Regions from separate parts of the Mus musculus genome. Here all the other regions are linked to region 1. The links are chromatin contacts, called in public Hi-C and promoter capture Hi-C maps. All regions are on one chromosome and are shown on one strand. Each heading gives the region's core, a stretch centred on a gene start, on an enhancer-like site or on the middle of the called end of the contact. The rest is flanking DNA. Distances are from core to core; before and after follow the strand shown.

Region 1 (6,063 bases), core at 2,658-5,157:
TTCTTATATTGATCTAGATAATTTTTCAAAAAGCCAATGCACATCTTCATACATAACTAAAATATTCTAATATTTAAAACTATTTGTTGAAGTAATGATGTGCGTTAAGTGACAGTAATTCATACATAGCAAGCTCCACAGAGCACATCTCAGATGACACCCACATTGAGCACATCCTGGGAATGACATATAGTTACGGGACATATTTTATCAAGGAGAAAACAAAGCTTTAGGGAAGGGAGGTAAAGATGACAGTGTGCAACGTTTTGTTCATTTTAATTAAACAGCATCGCAACTGTTTAATAAAATGAGGGATGTAAGCTCAACATATAAAGTACAAGTGGAAATAACTGTTTTCTGATAATTTCACAAACATCTATCTCATGCAATAATGCTAGATTTTAAGGCTCCATCACAACTGTATACAGTACAAAAACAGAATAATAAATTACAGTAAGAAACATCTGTAACTTGGACAGGAAAAAATGGATACTGTGCATTTTGATTATGAATCCCTGGGACAGCTAAAGTAAAATTCCCCTTTCACAAGAAAATTGCACACAGACTAACTCCTTGCTCTCAAGCAGTTACTTTGTTCTGACCAAAATCTCATTCTCATTATTCGAACAATTATGACAAAGCCATTTATTGCTCATCTAGTTTGTAAAAATTTACACTGTTGCCGTGTGTTGCTAAGTTTTGGATATCAGTTTTTAAAAACTTTTATGTGCTTTCAATCTCTAAGAGGTTTTGTTGATGTTGTTTGTTTTAGAATCAAAATGTCATCTTTCAAAATCTGTAGAGACTGTGAATCAGAAGTTTACACTTTAATCTTCACTTTAAGCAAAAGGAATTGGTGTTCTGGCCTGGGGCTATAATAATCCCAGCACTCAGGGAGCTGCACCAGGGAGCTCAGCTTGAAGCAAGTTTGGGCTACATATGAGATTCCACTTCAAGACAGAATACACAAACAAATAAAAACAGCAGAGGGAACACGACAAAAATCTAAGGAAATGCATTATAAAGTGCTGGGGTACAACACAGAAGGGCATAGGTGTTACCATAGCGGGTGCAAACTATGAGGTCACACAGAGGAGGATCTAAAGTAGAGGGAAGTACCTGGCACTAGGTTTAAGGCTCTGCCCTGGGCCAGGCAGCTGTGTTCCTCTCTCCACCCACACCCAGTCAGAGTCCAACTGACCCCACCTCCTCAATATTCCTGCAAGCTTTCCCCTCTCCTCCATTACACAGCCACTCCTCATGGCATCTCCTGACACTTGAGCTCCCTAATGGACTCTCTCCCTTAAACTACTCAATATGATGATGCCTGGCACTTCTAACTAGCATTCTCTAACCTTGCACACCACTCAGCGACACCAACCATGCTGGGCACATTAGATTCCTGGCTTGGGCCCTGAACTTTGTTCAGGAACAGTGTGCTTCTCCTTCTGAGAATTCCTCCACACCACACCTTTCAACAATGTCCTTCCCACTTGGTTGGCACCCAACCAAGCTAGGGAAATGAGCCTTCCTCTGGGGTTTTTGTTGTGACAGAAGAAGTTGCAAGATTTTAAAACCCAAAGGCTACCAGCACACACCATTCCTGCCAAATAGGGAATCTGTCAATAACCAGGACAACTAGAAATAAAAAATGGTACATGGTAGCTGCTGCCTCCTCTTCCTCCTCCTCTTCCTTCTCTCCTCCTCTTCCTCTTCCTCCTTCCTCCTCCTTTCTTCTTCAGTTTTGTTTGTTTGTTTGAGATGGGGTTTCCCTGTGAAGCCCTGGCTGTCCTGGGACTCACTCTGTAGGCCAGGCTGGCCTCGAACTCAGAGATCCACCACCCCTGCCTCCTAAGTGCTGGTATTAAAGGTGTGCACAACCACTGCTCATCAGTGGTAGCTTTCTTGTGTTCCAACTTCCCGAAGCCAAGCTGGTATCTCATTCTCTGAACCAATAACCTTCTGTTTTGGGTTAAGCCAATTAAAGCCCCATTTCCATTCCTTGATATTAATACACAACAAGAATTCCAGTGGTTTCCTATTTCTCTCCTGCCACACAGTCTGTTAAAACTCTCCCACTAGTTGAACATACCACTTCATATCCCTGCAAGCACATTCTCTCTAAGCCTCTGGTTCTAAGCTACATCTCTCTGAAAAAGTCTTCCCAGAGTCCCCTGAATGAGGTTAGGTACCCAGTCTTGATTTCCAGCAGCCTGAAAGTAAATTCAATCTCTGATCACAGTGTACTTCAATGGACAACAGGGACAGGCGACTCCCCCTGGTAATTGCTGGCAGTGGGATGGTTAAGAATTTGTACTCTACCACCTAGTAAGTGGCTCCTACCACTTGGGCAGCCCCGTGTGCCTCACCATGGATGCAGATACCGGTGGCACTTTTAGTAGAGGTGACTGTAGAAATAGATCTGTTATGTGAAAATAGACAGTGCCCAGCATTCAGTAAGTCATAACTATAATTCATCTACCTAGCCCTTGGTACCATGTCTATCCTAAGGGATGTCTAAGGATTTGTTTGCTTAATTTTTTTCCATACATGCATCCTATATTTAATTTAAAATTTTAAATTATGAAAGCACAAGATTTTAATAAGACATTTTCATACATATTGCATACATACCATTATTGCTTCTGATTCATTCCTTAGTTGCTCCTGGCTCTCTGTTTCTGGTCACCTGCCTCCCCCAAGAGTCCTCTCTTCTACATTAATGTCCCATGAGTTTTATTACCCTGCTTTTGCTTGTTTTAAACTCTTCTTCCTCAAGATCTCTTCCTCCCCTCTCATGATTTCCTACACACACTTCTCTGGGGTTGATTTATCATAAGAAAACATGGTAATTGTCTTTTTTAATCTGGCTGTGTAACACAACTAACACTTTTTCTGATTCCACTGTTCTGCAATTATGATTTCATTTTTCTCTATAGCTCAGTGGAACTTCAGTTTGAACATGCACCTCATTTCCTTCATCTGACATCTAGGTGGTTACATCCTAGCTACTGTGAAAATCAGGTCAAGGCAGGATTGGAATCTGCACGCCTAACTGAAGCTCCTGGAAACCATAGGAGGGGTTCAGAGCTGGAACTCGCCTGAGAGTTAAAGAGGTCTCCCCATGCCTTCCAGCAGCTGGAGATTGGGAACTTCTCAGATACTTACGATTAGGGACTGGAAGGGCATGAAAAGTTTTATTGCTGTCTCTAGAGCTCTAATCATAAAGAGGAACTATTCCCAGCATATATGTCCTGGGAATATATAATCATTTGAAATCAAAGGCTCTGAGGATTTAAGCTACGAGAAGAACCCTTGCATCTCAACACTTAAACGCCAGACTAACAAACAAATCAGAATCTCTTAGTATCCGTTGGCACCCCTTTTCCTTCAGAGGATTCCGACTACAGATTGAAAATAAAGTCTGTAAGTCATACACACAATGCCAAACGCTGCCGTGGAAACTAACTGTAAAACAGACCACAGATTTGTGTTGTGTCGGCAAAGAAGAGGCGAAAGCGGCGTGTAAACCGCGGAGCCCCCGGGGCCCCTTGGGGCTGCCTTGCCCAGGGCGGCGCAGCAGGAACGCAGGGACTTCCCAGCCCGGCGCCTCCGGCCTGGCCTCCCGCCCCAGCCCGCAGCGGCTCGGAGAGATTACCCGAGGGAGGCTCAGGATCCTCAGTGCTCGTCAAAGCTCCACTCCCGACCTTCGCAGACAGCATCAGGACCACCAGCAGAATCATCCTGCCAGCTGCCGCCTGCGGGCCCATTCCTGCGCGAGGGACACCTCTGACAGGGGACCCGCGCTGCCCGTGGCCTGGCCTTGGCGTCACGTCCGCCGCAGACTAGTCGCCAAGTCCGCAAGCGGCCTGCCGGGGAGCTGGGTGGGGCCAAAACCAAAGCTTGAGAGACCAGCCTGGGACTGAGGGGCGTGGCTTAAGTGGGAGGCGGAGCCTCACGGGGCAAAGGGTTAAAAGGCAGCTCTTCAGGGGCGGACTCAGGGCGGGGGTCTAGCCAGAGAGGCGGGACCAATACGCAATCTCTTAGAGTTGATTGGAGGTTGGGAGTAGAGGTGGGATGTGAGGCGGGGTCTATACAAGGAGGCGTGTCTTGGCGGGTCTAAAGTGGACTAGGACATGGTTATAGGCGAGGTCTGGACTGGGGAGCCAGGCAGTGCGCTGCGTGGGCGGAGAAGTTTCACTAAGTTGGAGAAGGGGTGGACTAGCCTGAGGTTTGAAACTGTGGGCTCTTCTCTGTATTCAGGACCTGGACTGTGGATACGTTTGAAACTCTGACCGGAACCTTACCTTCTTCAGCCTGACACTACCTTCCTCAGTTCCTCATTCTGGTTATGTAGTAACCTGGGGTTGGAGATTTTTGCCTCAGTCCACAACCAGACACCATGCTTATCTCATCCCTCAGCATGAGGCGTGTTGGAGCCTGAGGTGTTAGAGAAGTTACAAAAATCCTTCTCCAGTTCCCACCAGTTTTGTCCGCGGAACTTAAACTTCTGGTTTTCAAGACAGTTTGTTCAGACTCCCACAACGCAAATCCAATGTGCTTGGCTAGCACTTTATTCTTAGCAAAAACAAACTACCACCACAAAAAGCACATGCCCATTTTAATGATGAAATGTCAAAGGGCGGATCACTAAGTAGTCTTTCATCAAGAGATCGTCCCTCTTGCCTCTCTGACCGCACCGGTTAGTTTAAATCTCTCTCATTCCCCTAAATTCACTTTAGTGACCTTGCACTTACTATAGACAACACTCTTGTGCTGCCTCACTCGCCTCAGCTCTCTTTTATCACCATGTCTGCAAGGAATTTGAATGCAACCCACTCTCCCCTTCTCTTTACTCCACTTTATTTTTAATAACACATTTGCACCCCCTCCTACAATATGCATATTGATTTGATTTTCTCTGCTTCCTAGAATGCAAGCTCTATACCGTAGAGAGAGATACTGGCATGACATTCTCTGAGTCTTCCAAGCAAAATGTTATGAAGACATTCTGCAGACTTGGAGTTACCAGCTAAGGCTTGTTATTTGTCTTGATTAATTAACGAATTAATTATGCTAATAGCCCAGCATTTCTCAGACTTTGACGTCAGGATAAATCTTGGTGACCTTGTGCAGGTTCAGATTCAGTACATATGATTCAGGTTAGACTTCAGTTTTCTGCATTTCTGAAAAAGGTACACAGCAAATGTCTCACCCTTGGTGCTACAGATGTGAGTACTTGGAATAAGAGTTTGGGTGTGCATCTGATATGCACCTCAAGAAAGGCATTTCTGGTCATTGTATGGCACAAGGATAAATTACTGTACTTTGCTGTTTAGGAATATAGAGTAGGAGAGACCGCACCATGCGGCTTGCAGATTTTGTTGTAGTTGAGACTCCATGTGCCCCAGGCTGGCTTACCAGGAAGCAGATTATGAAGTGATGGAAACAGTCCTTGAGAAGTGCTGCTGGGATAAACCTCTGGGATAAACCTCTGGGATAAAAGAGAGGTAGCTAGATCTGATTGTGAAGACATGTCAACCTCACACATTGCTCCAAAGTGGGGATGGCTTTGTAGAGTGTCCTCCATGGGTATAGGAAGTGAAGCGGCAACTTCCCAGCACTGAATACAAGCCAGAACAGGACATGATTTGTGGCTTCCATGCCTTTAGCATCTCCCACTAGAAGACTGGCAGCTGAGGCTGATTACTAGCTGCGCTCCTGCTGGCTGGGAGGGAATGGCACTGAACCTTCCATTTCTGAGGAAGGATCTGGACAAAGCTTCAGATATCACCTGCAGAGCATCCTTCCTTCCAAGGCACTGCCATAGTCCTCTGGAGGCAGAGGATGCTTGGGAGTTAAGTGTTTCCGAGTGCTTCTGTGGATACCCAAGATATAGCTATGCAGTAAAATATTGCCCCGAGGGAGGCAGACACAGCACCTGCCCCCATGGACCTTGTATCCACTGAGGAAGAGGCACTGTAAGGGCAGTATCGATGTTGTGCCAGTTCTCAAGATGAACAATGAGATTACAGTATCAGACGTGCGTGCGTGCATGCGTGT
Region 2 (6,063 bases), core at 2,362-4,861, 1.7 Mb before region 1:
GAGAGAGAGAGAGAGAGAGAGAGAGAGAGAAAACAAAAATTATTCATGGGTAAAGAAAGAAACTCTTGTAGGTGAACTCGGTGGGGGCATATTTACTTACAAATCCATCCAAATATGACCAAAGCTGGAGGACCACCAGGAGTTCAAGGCCACCCTGGCCTATTTTTGGTTTTCAAATAATCTATTTTAAGTGTTAACATGTGTGTATAAAGACATACACACACATAAGCATCTTTTTCAACATTACATATTATAGTCTCATGAACATTCTGGTCCAGGATGACAATCATGCTTACTTGAATGTTTAGACAGCTAAGTCACAGAAATCCCTTGCTGAACAACGTACCTGTTGATGGTGAGATACAGTAGTCATCCTCCACAGACTGCCCATACAGATCATCATCTTCAAAATCTACAAGACAAACACAGGACTTTACAAGACAATCAGCCTTTTATATCCGTGAGGAAACACCTGGACTAGCTACAAAGCAAGTTAACATATCAATTTTCAAGGGGGTTGAAATGTCTACTTTTCTACAAATTCTAAGAACTTTTCCCACAAAAAAGTTATTCATTAACAATCTATGTTATTGACAATCTATACTTTAAAAACATACATATGTCTTTTGCTTTTAAGTTAATTGGGCTCTATTTAATTTTCTCACATTCCTCCTTCCATCTAACCACACATCTTTACAGAAGTGGTAAGCACAGGGTATACAAGCAACCATACAGACATTGTTTGTGGGGATCGAGGATGGCTAACTTTGGTGACTGCTAACTGGCCTCAAAGAATATGTTTTGTTGAGCTTTTCCTAAGGTTGTTCTTTCTCTAGGTAAGCAAGCTCCCAGAAGTCTTCCCCACCACCTTTACCTTCCAACAGCTGCCTCTCATTTCTTTTCTTCCAAGTACAAGATGTGTTTCAAAGCACGAGAAATCACAGCTCCTTCCTGGCAAACGTTTTTAAGTCCCTGGCATACACGGACCACTAACTTAATGTGTTTATAGGTTAACAAATCAAAGGACTTTAAAACTGCAAGGAACATATATAAATTTATAGCAGAGGCTACTATGGAGACACTTCAGTACTTAAGAGAAGAGCACACACTCCCAGTTCTCTTAATGCCAAAAATCTCACAAACCAGAAAAGGGTGATCACAGACTCCACGAAGATTAGGCATCATGAAATACGGAGCATATGGGAACACACATGAGCAAAATGAGAACTTCCCCAGGAAGAGAACATCCAAACCAACTCTAACGGACAGAGGTAGCCAGTTTTCTAGGGCATGCAGGCAGCAGGAACAACATGCTTAAAGGCCAAGACCAAGGGCTGTGGCAAAGAAAATTTGTGTGACTGCTTTAACTGGATAAAAACATGTAAGATTAAATTAAATCAGAATGTAATCCCAAATTTAAATTTCACTCATAACCCCAAAACATACATCTTTAGATATTATAAATCACTTTTGCTAGTTCGGTGAACCTCAAGCATGACAATATACAAATATGAAGAGAACTCTTCCCGTGGTCTTCCTAAAGTGCTTCACTTCTTCAACAAAACATTGGAGGGATTTACTACACGTAAGGTATCCCACCACGCCTGAAGCAGACATACAATTAAAGGCTGTTAAACTATGGGAGAGAGTCTGCAAACATAGCTCGGCTGCTCTCCCTTTATGCACAGTCCTAGGTTCCAACAGCACTGTATAAACCAGGCCTGCCAGCCCATCATCTGGTACTTGGGAGACAGAATCAGAGGCAGAAAGATTATGTTCATCACCCTTGGCTATACCGCGATGACAAGTCCAACAGGGGCTACATGAAACTGTCTCAAAACAAAAACCTATAGATAGAGGCAGTCCTGAAAAGTACTTGGAATTAAACGGTAAAGTAACGCAGGTGTTACACAGAGGAGCCAACAGGTTTTTTGTCCACAGACTAACTCTAATGAAATTAGAATACTTTTGTGAAGTTTTAATTACTGAAAGCCCAAAAGGAAGCCTAACTGGGAAGAAGAAAATGGAAAATGAACTTTTATGAACAGGAAGGGAGGAACATCCCAAGACAGGCTACGCTTGCTTATGATGTCACTGATTGTTACAAAGGAATCAAACCTGACCTCAGGTAGCCAAGGTAAGAAGGTATTCGGCACTCAGAGGCTACACAGAAATCCCAGCCCTTCCCTTCTAATTTAGACCCTCTCTTTTGCATCGTTTCTATATTACTGTCATCACACTGTGGAATCTCTCATGCTTTAACCAGCTGTTACTGTAAACAGTCCTCATGTGTTAAGCAGTACCCTTAAATAGTCAATTATCACTGGCTGAGGAAATATATTGGTAATAAATGTCCCTTATTTCACAGCTACACAATCTCTTCCAGACTAAAGTCATTTCTTAGTGGTAGTGGTCCACCAGGCCTTTTATACAGACACTATGTATTCTTACAGTGAATGCCTGCCAAGTAAGATATTCCAGGCAGACTGGGTCAAAGTCTCCAGATGCAGCCCAGGTTGTTGGTTGGTCAAACCTGTTGAGGACACTGAAGCTCACAATCCCCCCAAAGGGGGTGTTAATAACAACCGCCTGCGTAAACATTGCATCTTCTCCATTTTAAAAAGCAGCAGGTCTTTAGGATTCTTGCATCACTTTACATTTGTGTTTATTTTTAGCTTCTGTGATGCTAAATGATGCTTATTATCATCCACTCAATGCCAACAAACTGCGAGTCCCTTTTTCATGACCTCCCCGCTGGTGTTATTTTTCCATTTCCTTTTTAAAATCAATCTACATTAAGCACTGTTTGCCAATAACTGAATTTATACACCTGAACATCAGCAAATCGACCCAATTTCTTGAGCCCTTTTAAACAAGAATCTTTTCTGTTTCTCACGTCCCCAGTTTTGAAATCCGTTGGAAAAAAATGGAGCAGTCAAAAACGCAGGGACACGGGGACAACGAAATAAATCTGACGTTTGTAGTAGGCCGGCCGCAGGTAAGCGCTAAGCCAGCCTCTTTTCTAACTACGGCCTCGTGGGCTTGTCTGAAGGAGGGCTTATGAGACAGACGTCAGGAACTCATTGCGGGATCCCCGCAGGAAACAGGGAAAGAAGAGGTGACGCTTGGATACGAACAGCATCGGATCCCGACCTCGCCACACCTATGGGCCCTGGAGATGCTACACCCCTGCCCGGTCGGTGAACTAGCTCAGCTAGGAGGCAGACAACACGCCGGCTTCCTCCCCGGGTGTTCCTCTCAGGTCCTGCTCGCTCTCCGCCCGCTCCCTCTCCGCCGAAGATCCCATTGCGAGCGTGGCTCCGGGGTCCATGCTCGATTCCAGGGAGATGTAAAGCGGCCATGGAGACAGCTGGAAGAGCTAAGGTCACGGCCGGCGCGGCCTTACCACCCACCTTCATCGTAGTTATATCCCCGGACGTTCCGATGCCGGGCCATCGCGCACAGACGGCGCCTGCCGCCGTCCCTTCCAGAAAAACTCGGCTCAGAAACCGACGAGGCGCAGACCGCGGGCGGAACACCTCTGCCGCGCCATCTTGTCTTCCGCCAGGCCTCTGCGCCGAGCGTCCGCGCATGCGCGACGTCATACCTGCGCACTTGGCGACGGCAAGCTCTCGGGGTCACTGCGGGCCTCCCGGGAACGCGTGCGCGCTCGCGAACTGGCGGGGGGGGGGGGGGGGCGAGGTCCCGCCCACAAGCGAATTGACTGACGTGGACTTCAAGGCCAGAAATGAAGCAACCAGAGGGTTGTTGAGCGGGATCCTTCACCTACACCGGTTTTCAGGATTATTTCCCAACTTTGGTTTTTGATCATCTGAAAAGCTGCCTATTTCGCTCAGTAAAAACAAGGACTTTGTTTCAGCTTTTAAGCCTTAGTAAACACTATAGGCAATCAATAAACGTGTAAATTTGGCATAATAATTAGTCCAAGCTGTAGAGGGAACTTTTTGAATGAGTAATTTTAGCTTTGAAATGTAGCCACACTGGGTCAATATGCTTCGCATGTAACTCATGGCTTCAGGTATGGGCTCCATATTAAATTCATTAACAGCTCTGGTAAACAACTGTCTGACCTTAGCTTTGTAAAATATTTCATTAGCACGAATTAATTAAGAAGGAAGCCTTAGACATTGATTGAATACATAAATATGTGAACTTGCTAAGGGTGTTTAGTACAGCTTTTCAGACACAGAACTAGCCTTGGGTGCTTATGATGTAATAATAACACATAAATCTATAACCTGTTATTAAACATCCTTGTTTCATACAACATAAGGCTAATAATGCTGTGTAAAAAACATCAACCTTATTATCACACTGAACAAACCATTTTATTGTAGCTTGTGCTTTCAATGCCAAGACCTGGAATCAAAGGCGAATGTCTAACACCACCTTACTCAGCTTTTCTAATCCACAACAATGAGGATAACACAAATTAAATCCATATTTGTAAAGGGCTCAGATTTGAGTTCTGACTGACTACCCAATGGTGTTCTTAACTCACAATGTTTCATATGGCTCCAAGGCAAAACTTTATAGACAAAAAAAAAAAAAAGTAGATGCTAATTTTATGATTTTTAAGTGTTTTATTTTATACCTTTAAATAATTTCCACATTGCAGCCTATTTCTTTGTAAGTGAAGATATTATCTTATACATTATCAAATTCATAAATAATATTTGCCCATGTAAGAGGACTTAGCACAGGACATTAAGTGCTAAAGAGTACTAAATGTGCTGGACCTGGTGGCTCAATTCCTTTAATCTTGGTACTCTGTAGACAGGGACAGGAGGACCAGGAATTCAAGGTCATCCTTGGCTACACAGGGAGTTCCAGGCCAACCAGCACTGTTGAGACCCTGTCTCAACGTCACGTACATAAAACTTAAAAACCAGGGTCAGCTTCTATCCCACTGTAAACGTGAATGCTGTTAATTACAAGTCACTGATGCGGCTATTGAAGTAAATGAGTTATAAACCGACCACATAACTAGTAGGGTGAATAAGAAAACAATCCTGCCTCAGACATGACACATAACTTGGGTGTGTGGACCAGTCTGTTCTGTATTGATTCCTGAAAATGGTATATTATTTACACTTGTTAGTTTCCCTGGCAAGGTGACATAACTCAGAGTCACCTGGAAATTGCCTCATCAGAATTGTCCTGTGAGGCAATGTCTTGATTGATTGATGCAAAGAGTTTCCAGTCTGCTCTACAGGGCAACCTCCTTAGTAGTGGGGCCTGGGCTGTAAGAGAAAGCAAGCCAAGCATGAGCAGAAGAGCGGGCCTGTAAGCAGTTGCACCTGTAGTTCCTGCTTCAGTCTCTGCTTCAGTTTCTACCTTGATGTCCCTCAGTGATGGATTGTAACTTGAAAGTGTGGGGCTGGTGAGACGACTGATGAGTTAAGAGCACTGACTGTTCTTCCGGAGGTCCTGAGTTCAATTCCCAGCAACCACATGGTGGCTCACTACCATCTCTAATGGGATCTTATGCCCTCTTCTGGTGTGTCTGAAGACAGTGACAGTGTACCCATATACATTAAATAAATAAATCTTAAAACAAAACAAAACAAAAACAAAAACCAACAAACAAACAACCTTGGAAGTGTAAGCCAAATAAACCCTTTCCTCCCATAGTTGTTTTTTTGGTTTTGGTTTTTGTTTTTGTGGGTTTTTTTTGGTCAGAGTCTTTTAACACACTGTACTGGCTGGTTTTGTATCTACTTGACACAATCTAGAGAGAAAGGAGTCTCAGTTGAAGAAATATGTCCATGAGATCCAGCTGTAAGGCAGTGTTAAGTATTAAGCAGGTGAGAGTCTAGCCCACTGTGGGTGGTGCCATCCCTGGGCTGGTGGTCCTGGGTTCTATAAGAAAGCAAGCTGAGCAAGCCAGGGGAAGCAATCCAGTAAGCAGCATCCCTCCATGGCCTCTGCATCAGCTCCTGCCTCTAGGTTCATACCCTGTATGAGTTCCAGTCCTAGCTCTCTTTTGGTGATGATCAGCAATGTGGAAGTGTAAGCTGAATAAACCCTTTTCCCCCAACT
Region 3 (6,063 bases), core at 2,303-4,802, 1.6 Mb before region 1:
TATATATGCCACAGCTGTTCTTCATTAACTGACAGGACCAAGAATTGTCTGTACTTTAACCATTTGGTATTTACTGTAATTATTTCTCTTTTAATGCTGTGAGCCAAATTGGGTTGAGGGGGTGGGAAATGTGGGTGGTAGAGACATGGAACCCCTGAACCCAGGGCTATAACTAACATTGATAACGTGCGTCTTTGAGATGCTGATTGGAGTTATTAAAGATCGGAAGCAAAGCACCAGGGACTCGGGTCTTTTCTGGGCATTTCTTCCTTTAGCCTTCCTCCAGTGTCAAGAGGAAAGTAAAACCGATTCTGAGACCTGCCCGTGTGAGGGAAAAGCACAACAGCTTGCAGGGGACCAGAGACTCCTTTTCCTCTGTGTTTCAGATAAGAAGCTGAAGTTCACCATGGTGGGAAGGCAAACAGGTTGTTGCAGCCTTCTTGGTCGCTGACACTAACTTTACTATGAAGACAATAACTTTGAGCTGTGGATAGCAGGACCACTGGGCCCAGGAAACATGGAAGGCTCTGGAAGAAATCCAACAAAGAAGAAATGAGCCTGTGGAAACAGCCAAGATCATCATAAGTGGTCCCGAGATTTCTCCCAGGGACAGCATTGGACACTTGTTAAAAATGTGAATTATCTGGTATCATCCCAAACCCACTGCAGTGGAAGCCGTGAATTTCTCCTGGGTGGATTCGGTGATTCTGACGCACATTCAGGACTTCGGATCAGCATGGCCTGCAGGTGGACAGCAAACATTCAGGGTGTTTGTTTGTTTGTTTGTTTGTTTAAGGTTTTTGTTTGTTGCACATTATTAGAGCTTAGAGAGAAAGAGGAGACAGCAGAATAAGGGAGAAATATACAGTATAGCCATCAAACCATAAAACACTTCTTTTTAAGATCTCGTCCTTTACAGAAGCATTCTCTTCCCTGTGCAGTGCATTACAACCCAAAGTTGCATCTATTGCATCCTGCCACAGAGAAAATACCTGACTTAGGAAATTATAAACATAAGTAAATAAAAACTGAGAGTGAGCCGGGCAGTGGTGGCTCACACCTTTAATCCCAGCACTCGGGAGGCAGAGGCAGGCGGATTTCTGAGTTCCAGGCCAGCCTGGTCTACAGAGCGAGTTCCAGGACAGCCAGGGCTACACAGAGAAACTCTGTCTTGAAAAACAAACAAACAAAAATCTGAGAGTGACATAAAACATAGAGTTGTCATCTAAGATGCATTTGCCAAACTTATGAGTGGAAGGAGAAATGTATGAACACAGCTACAATATGCATTCTGAAATATCTTTAGAAATATGTTTTCACCCAGACAGAAATTTTGATAGTGACACAATTATTTTCTTCCGTAGCTTAAGCTAGCAATAGACCACAAATGATAGTAAAATGACTGGGCTGTACTTTTTTTTTTAAATTAGATTATGTCTGTCCTCCACACTTATTACTTTGACACATACGAGGGGGGAATATAAGACTGTATAGCAAAATAACTTGGAGAAATAAGAATATTATGAATTCCCAAGCCATGTACATACCAATGTACAAAACCACTAAAGAAATGATAAGTGTTTTTCTACTTAAAAGTTCTTCCTTTTCTTTTTTAAGAATCATAAAACATAACTGTACCTCTTCAGAACTCTGTGAAGGAGGCTGTGAGATCAATCATCTTAGCAAGGATTCAAGAGGCTCAGGAATGGAAACCCTTCCATTTAGATGCACAGAGTAACACCCAGACAGACTGCTGTCCCTTGAGAGGTGAGTCCTTCCTAGATGTTTGTCATAGACTTGGTAAGTACTTATTGTTAGTGCACAGAAAGTTCATTACAGACTCTACACATAAGTATTGGCTTCAAATGTGTATTAAGTTGCAAGAGACTTGTAACCATGCAGCAGTGTGTCACAGTAACTTTCTGCTTTCTTCTTATTTTAAAGAAACTGTTGTAAACCCTTAGGAGCATGCTCTGAAATGTCTTCATAAAGATTAAACGATATAGCTAATTTTAAGAAGCATCGTTTCAAACACCAGATAAAGTCTTGAAACTCAGCTTGCTTCAACAATTTAATAAAATTATGACTCATTTCAGTAAGAACATGCTTTTTTAGTAAGAAAAAAAAAGCTTTCTGAGCTATGTTTGAACCCCTAAAGCACTTGGGACACTCACACACCCAGTCAGCACAAGTCTTGAACTCCTAAAAGATTAAAGGCAAAATAAATTGGTGTGTATTGAGAATGAAAAGAAAAATCCCCAAGGGTACTGATTTATAAACAGAAGTAACACTGAAAGTCCCCTGAAATCCCCCAATCACCAATCCTTATAAATTCAGCACTTTGCACATCGCTCCTTTGGGAACCTGTAGTTAAAGTTACAGGGATACCTTCGCTGACTTGTGGCTGGTAAACTCTTCAAATTACACCCAACAGGGTCCTTACTGTTTAGCTCAATGGTTCTCAGCCTTCCTTTAAAGGGTCTCAGCTGCGACCCTTTAATACAAGTTTCTCATGTGGTGGCCCCAAACATAAAATTATTTTCATCAGTATTTTATAACTGTAATCTTGCTACTTATGAATCATAATGTAGAGATCAGATATATATCAAACGTACAAGATAACAGTCGAGCAATCCCAAGTGGGTCGGGACCCACAGGTTGAGAACCAGTGGTATGGGTTTGGTTTAAAAAAAAAATGAATCAGGAGTGCACAAGTTCCTGAGAACTGCTAGGGGTTGTTTGTTTGGGATCCAGTAGGTTTGTCCAGCAAGTGTTTGACGCAGGACCCAGGACCCGAGCGCACTCTGCAGAGGCAGAAGTGCGTGGTAGGCACCTCCTAGGGTGGGTGGGCCCGGCGTGTGTCTAAGTGAGGGAGGAAGGGCTTATGACAAAAAGCCGGTGGTGTGTGGGCTGCAGGATCTGGGAGGAGATTGAAAAATGAGCCCGGGGCTCGATCTGTCAAAGGCTGTAGCCACAGGGCTGACTGTATTTAAGTATCCTTTGTCGCTTACCAGTGAATTAAAGATGTCCCTTTAAAATTAAAACATGAAAAACTGGACCTAGTCAAAAATCGTTGGGGGTTGGGGAAGTACGCTCACTCTATTCAACCGATCATCCCTCACACTCTCTGCTCCCGGGTGTGTTGAAGTCGGGGCGCAGTTGAAACCCTGAAGGCAGAAGTGTGTCACCCAACCCCATCGAGGTGCCCTTGAATGGAAGCGCTGCTGATTCGGGCTCGGGAGCCCCGGAGCCTACGGAGAGGAGCGACCGCGTAGCCCCGAAAGCGGTAACAGCGGGACCCGGTGTGAGCCGGCGCCACCCGGCCACGGAGCGGGGTTTGCGCAGGAAAAGGCGCCACCGCGGCCCCGGCCGCCCCTCCCCAGCCCGGGCTCCCCGCCCGCCCGCCGTCCCGGCCGCGCTGCGCGCCAGGAGCAGCTCCGCGGCGCGAGAGGCGAATGGGAGCGGCGGCCAGGCGGGCTGCAGCTCGGGCGACCGCGGAGGCGGCGGGCAGGGCGCGTGCGCACTGCAGGGGCGCCAGATTTGGCGGGAGGGGGAGTGTCCAAACCTCTTTGTTTGATGGCATCTGTTTACAGAGTTACACTTTAATATCAACCTGTTTCCTCCTCCTCCTTCTCCTCCTTCTCCTCCTCCTCCTCGGTGACCTCCTTCTCCTCCCCTTTCTCCGGAGAAACTTCGCCCCGGCGGTGCGGAGCGCCGCTGCGCAGCCGGGGGAGGACGCAGGCAAGGCGGAGGGCAGCGGGAGGCGGCAACCGGTGCGGTCCCCGGGGCTCTTGGCGGAGCCCCGGCCCGCCTCGCCATGGCCCGGAGACCCCGACACAGGTAATGGGGAGGCTGAGAGGGCGGCCTCGGGCTAGGGCGCGCGGGGATCCAGGCATCCCGGAGCAGGTGGGAATGCCTTCCCTGTTGGTTTGCGGGGCTGTCAGCCAGTGGCAGAAGACACTCGGGAGAAGGATGAATGGAAAACTCTGCGAGAAGCGCACGGGTATAGTGGGAAGCATGCCCTGAGGCTCTTTTTTATTTTATTTCCCTTTTTCTTTCTTTTTTCTTTTTCTTTTTGCAAGTTGCTCGGGGATTCGTTTCTCTTTGGGGGGTGGGGTGGGGGGGGGGCTCGGCACTCTTCAGCCGAGGACTGAACGGTTCCATCAGACCCGAGGAGCCCACCAGGTGTTTGGCTTGATGCCCCGAGTGTCGGCGAGGGAGTCGCAGCCTAATTGCTGCATGCATTGAGGTGTGTTTGCACTTGAAGAGCATATGGCAGATATAGGGAAAGGCCGGGTTGTTTAGTAGCTGCAGGTAGTTCATTTAAATTTCATTCATTCATTATGGAGGCGAGAGAGGTGTCAGCTGACAGGCAGGCAGCTGCAAAGATTTTAGGGGGACAAAATGGGTTTGCAGATTGTTTTAAACCCAGCCGTTTGAAGATTCTTGTACTTGTTATGGAAGAAGCTTTTGCAAACACTGCACGCGCCCGCGTCGCACATGTCACCGCACCGGCCGAGATGATGCGTGCACTCTCTTTCCATTTTGGCCCCACCTTCGGGAAGAGGGATCCTCTCGGAACTGTCAGTTGCTGGCGCTCAAGTCCGGCCCGACTCGGGGTTTCCCGAGGACACGCCGGGGCTCCCAGAGAGCAACAGATGCGGGGCTTAGCTCGGTGGCGGTCGCCACTCGGCGCAAAGTGCTGGAGGCAGGCGGCACCCAAGGCAGCTGCAGTGCACCCCGGGCGATGTCGCCGCTCTTCTCCTGGGCCGCGCACACGTGGAAGCAGCTGAGGTCGCCGCTGCTCCCAGCACTCTGCTCCAGCTGCTTTTGGTGGCCCGCCTCTGGCAAAGCCACCGACCGACCGACCCTAAGGAAGATTCGGGGGGGGGGGGGGGAGTCCGCGGAGACACAGTCTATCCGCGCCCGCCTTTCCACTCGTGGTTTGATTTTCGCTAAACAATCTGTTCTCTCTCTTTCTTTCCTTTCTTTCTTTCTTTCTTTCTTTCTTTCTTTCTTTCTTTCTTTCTTTTTTTTTGGGGGGGGGGGGGAGCCATCAGGACCTGGCCATGCAGGGCGCGGGCTCTGGGAAGTTGCAGGAGCGTGGGCGTGGGCCCTGCCGCGCACCCTCGGGATGGGCCAGGCGGGGAGCGGCAACCGCTGGGCATCGGAACAAGAAGGGGGTGAATTGGGGAGACCTTGAATCTTGGCTCCCAGTGCCTGGCCCCGGGCCTGCCGCGCCAGCCTAAGTGCCACCCTTTAAGAGGTTTCGCCTTTCGCTTTTGGGACCTAAACCGCCCGCACCCAGGTCACCTGTTCTGCAGAAAGCTGAAACCTGCAGCAGGAGGAGGGAGTTAGGAAGGGGTGCTCCCAGGAGGTGCGGCCCAAGCTGGCCGCCCCAAGGTTCAGTCGGGGCGTGGCCGCGCAGGTTCCCTGGGGCTCGCAGGTAGCCCGGAGCGGAGGCGGCAGGGAGGGGCGGGAGCCTTGAACTTGACTCAGGGGGAAGAGAAACCCGGCTGCGGGCTCGGAGCCGTTTCTTGCAGGGCTAGCGTCAACTCGGCAGGGATTATTAACCAGGTCAGCGAAATGACTCTGAACCCCTTTTCTAGAATCACGTAGCGGCCACAGGCACTTCCTCCGGTCCCCCTCCCTCTTCCCAACCCCCCAGTGTTCTTTTTCGTTTCTTTGCACGGTTTGTTTCCTTGATAGAATGTAACATTCATAGTTGTACTCTTGTAACCACACCGGCTCTCGCAGGTGGAGCAGTCGAGAGCATCTAGCTTGAAATCAGCCTTTGAAAGTCCTTTGACTGTTGGGTCTGAGATCTTGTCGGAGCAGATAAAGGAAAAGTTATTTCGGGTCCTTTGTCGAAATTAATCATGCTACCGAGGCGACCAGGTCATTTTAGAGCAAGGAAATGGCATGCAGAGCTCAGAGGCAAGCCCCTTGTCAAAGCTGACAGAATCCTGGACTCGCCCAGCTCCCTCTCACAGCCTTTCAAGATCTGCAAGAGTCACACGCCACATTTCACCCCAAGACTTTGGCTTTGCACATCTGCCCAGG
Region 4 (6,063 bases), core at 1,693-4,192, 1.4 Mb after region 1:
TTGCCTCCCCAGCTTACTCAGCTTGTTTTCTGATAGAACTCAGGACTGACTCCCAGCCCAGGGATGGCAACACCCACAATGGGCTAGGCCCTGCCCACTTGATCACTAATTGAGAAAATGCCTTACAGCTGGATCTCATAGAGGCATTTCCTTAAGGGAGGCTCCTTTCTCTGCAATAACTCTAGCTTGTATCAAGTTGGCATACAAAAATATTGAGTACAGTCACCTACCTCCTAAACTTGCTAACTACTTTAGCTTTAAAAGGGAAGTGTAGACTTGAAATACAAAAATAAATTAAAACATTAGCATTGTAGAACCCCCAGAAAATAAGGTTTTAGTTTGTTTAGCAAGAAGTCATCAGAACATCCAAAGGTTGGGTAATCAGACGCCTCGTCAGAGCTCTTAGAGGAAGGCAGGACTAGCAAAGCCCCAAATATTCTGCTGAGGAAAGAGATCTGCCTGGACAACGGTGATGTCATCTGGTCAGCTTTGTAACTTGGCCAACTCTTTCAGATGCTGTGGCTTCAAGGGCAGCCTAGGCAGCTGTGACACTGCACAGCTGAGATATTTATTGCACAACTGCCATTTCGTCATTTGGGGAGGCCAAAGCAGGAGAGTTCCACATTTGAGCCAACCTGGTCTATAGAAAATCCTGCCAAAAAGAGACCAGGCTGGCCTCGAACTCAGAAATCCGCCTGCCTCTGCCTCTTGAGTGCTAGGAATAAAGGCGTGCATCACCACGCCCGGCTTGAGTTTAAGATTTCTTCATTCATTAATTTAATGAGTACCCTTTTTATGTCACTCTCAACTGCTAAAGGTATGGAAATCAACACATATTTGCTCTTAAGGAAATTACAGCCTAAAGTAGTATGTTTAATAAAAGACTATAGGCGTAACAATGCTAGATGTCTAAGTCTTTAAAATGAACAGTCTCATTTTAAAGACTTTTTGGCCTCCTGCTAAAAACCTGTTACATCTTAGAGTAAAAATGAAATAGTTCCTCTGGATTCACTGTTTTGCCTCTTTTGGTGACAAAACTCATACCCAGGGCCTCAAGCATGCTGGGCCAGTGCTCCCCCAAAGTCCCACCCCAGGCCCTACTGTTTCTTCTATGACACAATACATACATTCTTGAGAAATGGCTACTCACTCACGGCTGTTTCACCTAGCGGATCCTCCTGGTACTTTCAGTTCCCAGCAGCTCTCCAAAAGCCCACTTGTCCCTTCAAGAAGTCTCTGGGGGTCCTCAGCCCTGGAGAGCTCTTCTCCAATCTCTCAGTAGTGTTTTAGAGCTCATCTCAGAGCAGAGAAGGCACCAAGTTTTACAAAGATAGCCAAACAATAGCATCGCTTTTGGGATAACTTTCCCATGTAGGTCTCAGCTCCGAAGCAAGTCAATATAGCACCACACTGTGGCCTGCTCCCAAACTGCTTTCCCTCTTTCATTCTTTCATGGCATAATTTTATAAAAGTAGAACCTAGGCCATGACATTCCTTAAAAACCAAGTTGTAGATCAATTCACAAAATACAACCATTCAGAGATGCCAAACAGGAGAATTCCGCCTTTTCTTAAGTTCAAGTTCTTTACCCTAAAAATACCAAATTATGAAACCTAACACGTGTTCACTTTGGAAACTGGAACCATGAATGCTGTATCTGTGGGGGTTTTTTGTTTTTGTTATTTTGTTTTGTTTTTTGGTTTGTTTTTTTTAAGAATTCCAAGTTTTTGGTTTTGTTTTTCCTAATGGAAGAACATCTCATAGTATGAGTTTAAGTACTTAGTAACTCCATTTTTGCTCTGTCTCAATATAATCTCTAGACACAATTTCCTCCCTAGGTAATGGGGAGATTGAAGGACAGGGTCACCTCAATCTAAGAAAGTCGGAATCTAAAAAGTCCCATCTTCCCTCTGAGAAGGCATCCACATCAAGGAGGGAAAGGTAAGTTTTCTTTAGTTTAGGGTTGAGCCTTCTCTCTTAGCCCTCAATTCCTAATCCCGGGGATGAAGTGGGGAGTCAGGCAGCAAGTCTGATTAGCCTTTCTGAATCTCAGAATCATTTCATTTGTTTTCTTTCTTTCTTTTTTTTTTTTTTTCTTTTCGGTTTTTTCGAGACAGGGTTTCTCTTTATAGCCCTGGCTGTCCTGGAACTCACTTTGTAGACCAGGCTGGCCTCGAACTCAGAAACCCGCCTGCCTCTGCCTCCCAAGTGCTGGGATTAAAGGCGTGCGCCACCACGCCCGACCTCAGAATCACTTCTAAAACGGGGATTTTGACATTACCTTAAAGGACTGTAGTGAGGTAAAGTGGGACGAGTGACACATACCCGTATGAGAAGCGCAGGCAGGAAGATCTCAACAACATAACCGGTTCCTGAGCAGTGTCGGCTATACGAGACTTGGTCAAAAAAAGGCAAAGAAAACGAAGAAAGACTGATAGACAGACAGACAGGTACACAGAAAACCTAAACGCACTCACCCCACCCCCACCACACCCAACTGCAATGCTTGGATACTGGCTATTTACAGAATCACACTTGGCGGCACAGCATCAGGGATGCTGAACCCAATACCGCTTCTCAAGCCAAACTAAAAGCAGCCAATCCGAGGTGTGGATCCGCCGCAAGGGGACAATAGGCTCCGCCTTCGATTTGTTCGAAAGGCATGCTGGGAATTGCAGTGCATGGGGCGGTCCTTCACCGAGGTGGCTGGCCGCTTCCGGTGAGGACAATATACAGCCAGTTTCCATGAGGCCATGAGACAGGCAGAAGTGGAGTGGCCAACAACAACTCCTCTTTCCCGCAGCCGCTGGAGCCATACCTGAAGGCGGCTATGGGAAGACGGAGCCCAAAGCAGAGACGCGAGCATCGCTAAGGGACCTGGGAGAGGCGGGGCTTTTCGCCTCTCGGAGGGCCCCGCCCAGATTACGTCACTTCCGTAAACAAAGGGCGCTTGCCTGGGTTTGTGACCCAGGCAGACGAGCTGGGCTCTTGATGCAGCCCTGGCGGAGGCTTTGAACGCTCTCTTACTTTTCCTAGCCGAGGAAGGGTAACCACAGCCTTTTCTCCCTCCGGTATGTAATGGGGTAAGGGGACCCCGCAACCTGTTCATTCGAGCCCCTCAGCACCTGCTCTGGTCACCGCTGAGTGTAGATGGGTCATCGCAGGGCTGGGTTGCGGAAGGGAAATGAATGAGGCAAAGTCCAGAGGCACCTCTGGTGATTCTGGTTGGCAGCGAGGCCTGACATTCAACCGTGAGCAGTTCGTCCCCTCTGGAAAGGTCCCTCGTGTTTGTCATACAAGAAGGATTTCAGGGTCTTGTGACAGATGTTATCTTTCAGAAAAGAGGACATCGCAAGCTTGGTCCCTCGGGGACCATTGGTTTATTGGCGATGCTTTATGTATTAACTGGTTTTTGCTTTTTCCTCCTCTTTTGTTACCAAATGTGTATTAGCATCCATAGATTTGAAGGTTAGCGTGTTTATATGTATCACCAATTATACAGATCCTCATCTCTTGGAAACCTGCTCCGTCATCTTCAAAGTTTTATTTAATCTGTATTACAGCTAAACAATTCCCGAATGACTCAAGTGGATTCGCTCTTGGTATCTGAGACAAGAGACTGAATGCTGTACCCTTTTCCAAGAAAAACCCACATCAGCTAGCAAAACAAAAATAAATTACCTGTATAATTCCCGACTAATTCTTTTAGGAGTGACAGAAGTCAGTTTCAGTCTTTTAAAATAGTCATGGCAGGACTAAATTCAACACTTTTAGATTTTAAATTTTATTAGATGACTGTGTACAGGTGCACACTGTGCCCCTGGAGGCCAGAAGAGGGCACTGGATACCTTGGGACAGAAGTTACTGTCATAAGCAGCATTGTTGGGCCTGGAAATCAAAAGAGACCTCCGAAAAGAGTAGTCAGTGCTCTTAACTGCAGAGCCATCTCTTAAGCCCCACAGTATTTTTTAAACGACCAGAGATCCTGAGTTCAATTCCCAGAAACCACATGATGGCTCACAATCATCTGTAATGGGATCTGATGCCCTCTTCTGGTGTGTTTAAAGAGAGTAACACTATACTCACATACATAAAGTAAATCTTTTTAAATTCATAGTGCAGTTAACGATTTGAAGGGGGGAACAGGTATGCATTTTCTGACACTTTTTTGTGATAAATTAATAATAGAATTAAGAAAATTCAAATCGAAAGAGCTAGACTTGTGGCACATGCCCATCCTTCCAGGACTCACTCAAGAGCCGAGGGAGAAGGATCATCACAGGTTGGAAACCAGCGTGGCTTACGTAGTAATTTCTCAGCCAGCCAAGGACATAGAGCAGAATTGTTTTTCAAAAAGAAAAGGTGAAGCTGTGCACACTTTTGATGCCTTTAATCCCAGGAGGGATAGAGCTATGCCTTTAATGAGTTCGGGCCAGCTGAGTCTACAGAGCAAATTTCAGGTCAGCCAAAGCTACATAGTGACACCTTGGGGGGAGAGAGAGAGAGATATCTAGGAGTGGTGGTTAATAGCATGTAAATAAAATGTATATTATGTAAGCCTTCAAGGTGCAGCTTAGTCCGCTGGTGCCCTGATTATACATGTATTTGAGTATGGTTTAGAAGGGAGATCTAAAGGCCAGATAAAGGCCCAGTGAGGCTGAGGAGTTACATGGGCGATTTGTTTATACTGGTCACTTATATAATGGTGGCCTCTTGAGGTTAAGGGCTTTGGCTAATTCATTGCTGCTTTCCCAGGACTGACGACAGTGCCTGGCTTGTAGAAGAGAGACAGTAGATACTTAGAAGATGTGTGAATAGAGAAAATGCTTTTTAAAAAATTATTAGACAGGGCTGGAGAGATGACTCAGCGGTTAAGAGCACTAGCTGCTCTTCCAGAGATCCTGAGTTCAATTCCCAGAATTGAACATGGTGGCTCACAATCATCTGCAATGGGATCTGATGCCCTCTTCTGGTATGTTTAAAGAGAGTAACATTATTGTCTTAGTTAGGGTTTCTATTCCTGCACAAACATCATGACCAAGAAGCAAGTTGGGGAGGAAAGGGTTTATTCAGCTTACACTTTCATACTGCTGTTCATCACCAAGGAAGTCAGGATTGGAACTCAAGCAGGTCAGGAAGCAGGAGCTGATGCAGAGGCCAGGGAGGGATGTTCTTTACTGGTTTGCTTCCCCTGGCTTGCTCAGCCTGCTTTCTTATAGAAACCAGAACTACCAGCCCAGAGATGGTCCCACCCACAAGGGGCCTTTCCCCCTTGATCACTAATTGAGAAAATGCCTTACAGTTGGATCTCATGGAGGCATTTCCCCAACTGAAGCTCCTTTCTCTGTGATAACTCCAGCTGTGTCAAGTTGACACAAAACTAGCTAGTACAATTGACCCCTTGTTAACTTGACAAACACATCACTAGTAAGCCTCAACCCTTAGTTCTTATTCATCCCCAAGATCTAAACAACTTTAAAAGTCCCACAGTCTTTACATATTAAAAGTTCTAGTATCTTTTAAAATACAAAGTACTTTAAATTTTAAAGTCTCTTAACTGTGGGCTTCACTAAAAAACTTCCTTCAAGAGGGAAAAATATCAGGGTACAGTCACAATCAAAAGCAAAAATCAATCTCCAACCATCCAATGTCTGGGATCCGACTCATGATCTTCTGAGCTCCTCCAAGGGCTTGGGTCACTTCTCCAGCCATGCCCTTTGTAGCACACATGTTGTCTTCTAGGCTCCAGCCACCTGTACTCCACTGCTGCTGTGGTTCTTGGTAGTCATCTCATGGTACTGGCTTCTCTAAAATGTTGCTGTCTTCCACTGTAACTTGGCTTTAACAATAGCCTCTCATAGGCTCTCTTCACGGTGCTAAGCCTCAAATCCTTTGCATGACCCCTTCAGTCCTGGGCCATCAATTGCCACTGAGGCTGCACCCTCACCAATGGCCTTCATTGGCCTATCACAGTGCTGAGCCTCAGCTGCTCTGTGTGACCCCTTTATGCCTTCAAAACCAGTACCACCTGGGTGACTCTTACACATTACCAAGTCCCACTGT
Region 5 (6,063 bases), core at 2,659-5,158, 1.0 Mb after region 1:
CACAGCCGGACACCCACTCGTGGTCGAGTGAAAAGCATGCATCAGTCCTCCCTTGTCCGCCTGCCCAGAGCACCGAAACTCTGACAGGACGAGGGTTTTCTCCCACTCCCTTGATTTCCCCACGTCTGATGCCCTACATGGCCTAATGCTGCTTGTGTTATAATGTTAATTTTCTCCCCCAAAACTGCTCACATGTGTCTGCATGAAAGCCGCTGGCCCCAGTTGGCTCCGATATGTAAATAAAGATGCCAGCAGGTAGTGGTTGGGTAGGAAGACCGAGGATTCCCAGGATTCCCGGGAATGGGAGAGGGAGGGGAGGAAGAAGAGAGGGGGCGTGGGACGTACCAGCCTTGTAAGAATTGGCTCTAGTGGCTCTTTCTCCGATTGGGTCTGGAGTAGCAGAAATGAAATAAAGATTTTTAAGAATGTTAACTCCGGAATGCTGGAGGGGAGTGTTTGCTAGTCGGGGAAAGGGTTAGTAGCCTTATTTGAGCTAGCCAAGGCATAACAGAATTAACTTGCATGCGTACGTACCAGCATGTGTGTGTGTGTGTGTGTGTGTGTGTGTGTGTGTGTGTGTGTGTGTGCGCGCGCGCGCGTGCGCGTCTTTCATTTGCAACTCCAGAGGGCTCTGGCGGGTGGCTGAAGGAGGGAACCACTGGGGACCAAAACAGTTTAACTAATTCACGGCTACACTTCCCAATTTTGGAAGCCAATTTAAACCATAGATCGAATCTGATAACAAACAGGCAATTAAACGGGCATGGTGGAGCATGCCTTTAATCCCAGCACTCGGGAGGCAGAAGCAGGTGGATTTCTGAGTTCGAGGCCAGCGTTGTCTACAAAGTGAGTTCCAGGACAGCCAGGGCTATGCAGAGAAATCCTGTCTCGAAAACACAAAACAAACAAACAAAAAAATTATGTCGAAACTCATTATTGAGTTTTTCACTAAATAATTCAAGCTTAACTGCATAATAATAGATTTAAAATAGAACTAGAACTCTGGCTTATGGCCAGAGCTCTTTCCACAGTTGTTTAGTCAGGGAAGGGCAAAGAAGGAAAGTAGCTTAAATTACCAGGTCCAAAAAATGGGTTAATTTCCAGCGGTGAGCTAGAACAGAGGACTGGTCCATGCCATAGCACAGATCGAGCTTGAAAATGCTAGTTCTCTCAGTAAGTGAAAGAAGCCAGTCTATATAATCATACCGATGATTATGTAATCATACACTATCTGATTCTATTGATTCAAAATGCTCAGTGAGGCAAATCTACAGATGTAGAAAGTAACTCAGTGGATGGCAGGGATGAGGAAGAGGACAGGGTCACAGATGAGAGGGACCGTTCAACTTCATAGGATCTCTTTTTTTCAGTGATAGAATATTCTGGGATTTGATAGTGGTGCTGGGTTTACAACTGAGTGAATTTGTTAAACATCGCTGAATTAAACACTGTAAAACAGTGAATTCCAAGAATAGAAATCACATCTACAAAGCAAGTTGTATATACACAAAATACTTACAGGAAAACTGGAGAGGATGCAGGTAAATAGAGTATCAAATGGTTCAAGAACAACTTAGCAGTTCACAAGAACCTGTATACAATTTGTATCCTCTCCCTCTCCCCCCCCCCTCCTTCCTCCACCCTTCCCTACACAAAAGCTGACAATAGTCCAAGTTGAAACAATACAAATCATCATACATTGATAAACAAACTGCTTATAAAAATCCTTATTTGACCATTAAAAAATGTGTATGACATGCATGAACCCTGAAGATACTTTAAGCAAAGGCAGTTAGTCACACAGAGCATCCCACAGTGTGGTTCTTCTATATGAAGTGTCTGAGCGCTAGGCGTGGACTCAGTAAATCTGGGACACTTTTACACCATCCTGGCTCTTTGACATTTTCTAGAGATGACCCGTGGTCAATCAGCAGGATGGGAGGTGCAGGGTGGGTAGGCCCCTCTGCTTTATTTTGTTTTTGGTTTCCAATCAAACCACAAAGATAAGTTCAAGTTACTAGTTTCTTGGAGCATGGCTCTAGGAGTTGGGTGTGCCCCAGTTTGCTTTCTGATGCTGCCATAAAACACTATCCAAAAGTGACTCGGGGAAGAAAGTGTTTATTTGGCTTACATTTCCATACCACAGTCTATCACTGAGTGATATCAGCAAACTGTGGGCAAGAACTGAAGCAGAGACCACGCAGGGAAGAGTGCTGCCTGTTCCCAGACTCACCTTCAGCTACCTTTCTTTTTGCTTTTCTTTCAAGACAGGGTCTCTCTACACCACCCTAGCTGTCTTGGAACTCACTGTAAAGACCAGGCTGGCCTCCAACTCACAGAGATCTGGCTAACCGTCTCCCCAGTGTGGTGCTGGCATTAAGAGCATCTATGCCACCATGCCCAGCCCCAGCTACACTTCCCAGAACCAGTTGTTCCAGGTGGCACCACCCACAGTTTGCTGGGCCCGTCCACATTAATCATTCATCAGAGAGAATGCCCCATTGACTTGCCTACAAACCAATCTGTTGAAGGCAGGTGTGTTCTCTGTTGAAGTTTCCTCTTCACGTATGACCCGGATTTATGCCAAACTGACAAAAAAAAAAAAAAAAAAAAAAAAAAAGCAAACAAAACAGAACTAACTAGCACAGGGGCTTAGAACATGCTAAAGGCTGAGGGGGGAGATCATTAAAAGATGGGCTAGCATTGTAATTGCTGCAAAACTCCATAAATATAATTGAAAGCCATTAAGTAGTTCACTTTACTATTATTACTGATTCTCTGTTTTTGAGGCATTCGGATATAGCTAAGAGGGGGTGGGGGTGGGGCAAGTGGCTTCAATTTTTGTGTGTAGTCAAGGGTCACTTAGAATTTCTGGGTTTCCTGCTTCCAAACTCACAGTTCTAGGATTACAGGGGTACACCACAATGCCTGGTTTATTAAATAGTAGAGGTATGTTAAAACATATACATGTAATTAAAAATAAAACTGAAAAAAATTCCAGCATGGGGGAGGGATGTCTCTGGAGTACTCCTGAGAATTCTTTATCAGTAACGGGTTGCTGGGACCTAGAGACTCATTTCTTTTTAGGAGTGTGAGCATGGGTTTTCAGTGCCTCAGTGATAGACTCCAGCCTAAGTGCATGTGAGTTGAACTAGCTGAATCCAGTGAGCTAAATAAATACTCAAAGAATTTTGGAAGGAAGATGTGATGGGGTGGAGGTGGGGTGGAGAGTGGGGTTTCAGGAGTTGAGGGGAGAGAGGGGCAGGTGGATATGATCAAGATAAATTGTATATCGGTATAACATTTTAAAAGAAAAAAGAGATGAATTATATATAAATTTATTTCAATAAATCTTTTGGAAAAAGTATGAAGCCTAGCCAAAATATCTAAAGAGCACTAGTGTGTGCTCTGGCCCGTCCTCCAGGGCTGACTGGAGGACTCAGATGGTTTCAGTAGCCCAAGACACAACACACACACACACACACACACACACACACACACACACACACACACACACACACATTGCTCTCCCCAAAGATGCTGGGTCTCCATTGACTTTCCACATTGAGCAAACCTGAAAACTGTGGGCCCTGGCTGCCCTTCTAGTATAAATCAGTCTGCGGATCCCAATTTGGACTCCAGGATCTAAGGGCAGCAGGAGTCAGAGTCCTGAGTGCTAGCTGCTAGAGGTCTTGGAGCTCCGCTGCGAAGTCTTGGGGCAGGCGATTTTCTTTTGTGAGGGTGGGGAGGAAGCTGATTTTGCAGAGGCGCTGGCAGCGTTTTCAATGTAGGGAGAGGCTCCCTGAATGGGTGCCCGGACTGGTTCCACAGAAACCGAGCTAGGAGCTGCTCAGTCCTCCGCCCACCACTGCCCACAATCCAGTTCTGCAAAACATCAGCTAGGTGGGAGGGACTCTGCAGAGGACCTAGATGACCCAGGGCCAGCCGGCCGATCCTGATCAGTCTGATCAGCTAGCTGATCCTGACCTTATCCCTGCAGAGGGGTGTGGCCAGGGCTGGCGCAAGCCTGAGGTTGGTCGCGACGCCGCCTTGTGGCTCAGACCGAGAATGTCCTACGGACCCGCAGTAAGGGCTGCAGGGCCGAGCGTGCGCCGGTGGGGAGGGGACTCAGAACAGGGTGGCCGGTGAACACAAACAGGGCGCGCCCCTCCCAAGCTGCCCTTACTCATGGCAGAGGAGCCGGAGCCAGACCTCGGGGTGGCCGAGGGCTCAGAGGATCAGGCCTTGGAGATGCCGAGCTGGAAAGCTCCGGAGGACATAGACCCCCAGGTAGGCGTCTTCCAGGGCCCGCAAAGATTCATCTGGGCTACTTTACCGTGATATGAAGAGTCCCCTAGAGTTAAGTTAAAATATATATATATATATATATATATATATATATACTATTTTAGATCTGCGCGAACCAGGAGATGCGTTGTTTAGCTGACCCCAGGAGAGAGTCATACATCCACTTCCTGTCCGCGGAGCGGGTGGGGTAGGGAGAAACTGGTTACTACTACACAGACCCAGCGCTTCGATTTAAGAAAAGCTTGTAATCTGTCCTTAGGGCAGTATCTGCTCTCCAACCCGTAGGGAAACCTCAGGAGAGTCCATGCTTGTCCTAAAGAACGGGAACCTCAGGCTAGACCTTGGGGGGAGAGGGTTGCAGCTCTCCTGTATTGGGGACTCTCACCTCCTGACGTTCATGAGTTGCTGCTTGTTCATGAGTTCATGAGTTACTTCTCTTAAGTTTTCTCTGTACCATTTTAGCCAGGAAGTTATGAGATCCGGCACTACGGACCGGCTAAGTGGGTCAGCACTTGCGTGGAGTCCCTGGACTGGGATTCAGCCATCCAGACTGGTTTCACAAAATTGAATGGCTACATTCAAGGCAAAAATGAGAAAGGTAAAAGTAGCCTCCGAGATGCTGCGATTACTGAGTTTTAGTCTCCTGAAGAATTCTGTTTTGTAATAGACGAATAACCAGATGACTGAAACTCTAATGTTTTTATTCACGATTGGCTTCAAGAACTTTAGTGTAGCTACAGTAGAGTGTTGCTGGGTTCTGCTTGTCAAGGTCTATACTTTCCTCATTTTTTTTTTTTTTTCCTAGATGAAATGGGACTCTACCTAGGGAGAAGTCCTTTCCTGTGCCAAATGCCTCTAATAGTGATATCAAGGGACAGGAAAATGCAAGGGCATGAGCCTCAAGTTGTGTGTGTGTGTGTGTGTAATTTTGCAAGTCTCTTCGCCTTAGGACCACAATTTCTGAGATATAGAGAAAAATAATTGGCCCATGTTTTCTGTGATTTCTTCTTTATGTTTAAAAATATAGAATTTATTAACCCAAGAAAACACTACAGAAAATTGTTTAATGTAGAGTAATGTGTCATTCTACCACTACCCCTTTATAAAAGAAAAACAAAAACAAAAAGATGAGACATATCAAGGGTACATATTTATAGTGGTAATGTAAAGGAAATCAAGAAACATCAGCCATAATATGCTAAAATTGCTTTCATTTTTTCCATGACGTAGAGATGAAAATCAAGCTGACAGCCCCCGTGACAAGCTACGTGGAGCCCGGCTCAAGTCCTTTCAGTGAGTCTACCATTACGATTTCCCTGTACATCCCCTCTGAGCAGCAACCCGATCCACCCAGGCCTTCAGAGTCAGATGTCTTCATTGAAGACAGAGCTGAAATGACGGTGTTCGTGCGGTAAGTGGTAGATAATTCACAGCCATGCTGCCTGCCGGCCTGCTGGCTGCTGGTTTTACCTGTGTGCATTCACCAGTCCACAAGCATCTCACCCTTCCATAAGAACCGTCTACTAGATTTCAGGATGTTTTCCTGCTGTCTTGGTTTTAAAATGTCACTGAAGTCTATTGCAAGATAGAATCCATTTATTGAGAAGTCTATTATATATCTTCCACATATAAAACATAGCACAAATTGTATCACTTGAAACATAGGACTATCCTTTCCTACAAAATAGATAGATCTGAACAATAATGCCTTCAAAAAACAGCATATGGTGTCTGTCCTAGTCTGTTTGGGCAGGC

The links. Promoter capture Hi-C pulls out the DNA fragments that hold promoters and counts their contacts. Hi-C and Micro-C count contacts between places; a contact is called where the count stands out from the background.
Region 2: a contact with region 1 is called in a Hi-C map of muscle stem cells, with 3 times the contacts expected there. The contact joins the promoter of Hbs1l here to the promoter of Ifngr1 in region 1. A contact is called at or near these places in 3 of 39 promoter capture datasets (the 3T3-L1 cell line, liver and pre-B cells) and 1 of 484 Hi-C or Micro-C datasets (muscle stem cells).
Region 3: a contact with region 1 is called in a promoter capture Hi-C map of embryonic stem cells, with 5 times the contacts expected there. The contact joins the promoter of Myb here to the promoter of Ifngr1 in region 1. A contact is called at or near these places in 4 of 39 promoter capture datasets (embryonic stem cells, liver, neutrophils and 1 more).
Region 4: a promoter capture Hi-C map of liver shows a contact between it and region 1, with 6 times the contacts expected there. The contact joins the promoter of Ccdc28a here to the promoter of Ifngr1 in region 1. A contact is called at or near these places in 3 of 39 promoter capture datasets (hippocampal neurons, liver and pre-B cells), 1 of 484 Hi-C or Micro-C datasets (uterus) and 1 of 115 datasets of contacts at active chromatin or transcription factors (microglia).
Region 5: a promoter capture Hi-C map of hippocampal neurons shows a contact between it and region 1, with 4 times the contacts expected there. The contact joins the promoter of Hebp2 here to the promoter of Ifngr1 in region 1. A contact is called at or near these places in 2 of 39 promoter capture datasets (hippocampal neurons and liver).

The regions. Positions count from the first base shown.
Region 1 is chr10:19,589,793-19,595,855 of GRCm38.p6, reverse strand. It overlaps Ifngr1 (interferon gamma receptor 1), which reads right to left and starts at 3,907. Exons shown (of 7, transcript NM_010511.3): 1 at 3,659-3,907. The coding sequence starts at 3,770.
Region 2 is chr10:21,293,527-21,299,589 of GRCm38.p6, reverse strand. It overlaps Hbs1l (Hbs1-like (S. cerevisiae)), which reads right to left and starts at 3,611. Exons shown (of 18, transcript NM_019702.2): 1 at 3,414-3,611; 2 at 347-412. The coding sequence starts at 3,456.
Region 3 is chr10:21,158,473-21,164,535 of GRCm38.p6, reverse strand. Myb (myeloblastosis oncogene) reads left to right here and starts at 3,552. Exons shown (of 16, transcript NM_001198914.1): 1 at 3,552-3,840. The coding sequence starts at 3,818.
Region 4 is chr10:18,231,860-18,237,922 of GRCm38.p6, reverse strand. It overlaps Ccdc28a (coiled-coil domain containing 28A), which reads left to right and starts at 2,942. Exons shown (of 6, transcript NM_144820.4): 1 at 2,942-3,071.
Region 5 is chr10:18,543,921-18,549,983 of GRCm38.p6, reverse strand. It overlaps Hebp2 (heme binding protein 2), which reads left to right and starts at 3,908. Exons shown (of 4, transcript NM_019487.3): 1 at 3,908-4,290; 2 at 4,771-4,906; 3 at 5,539-5,719. The coding sequence starts at 4,189.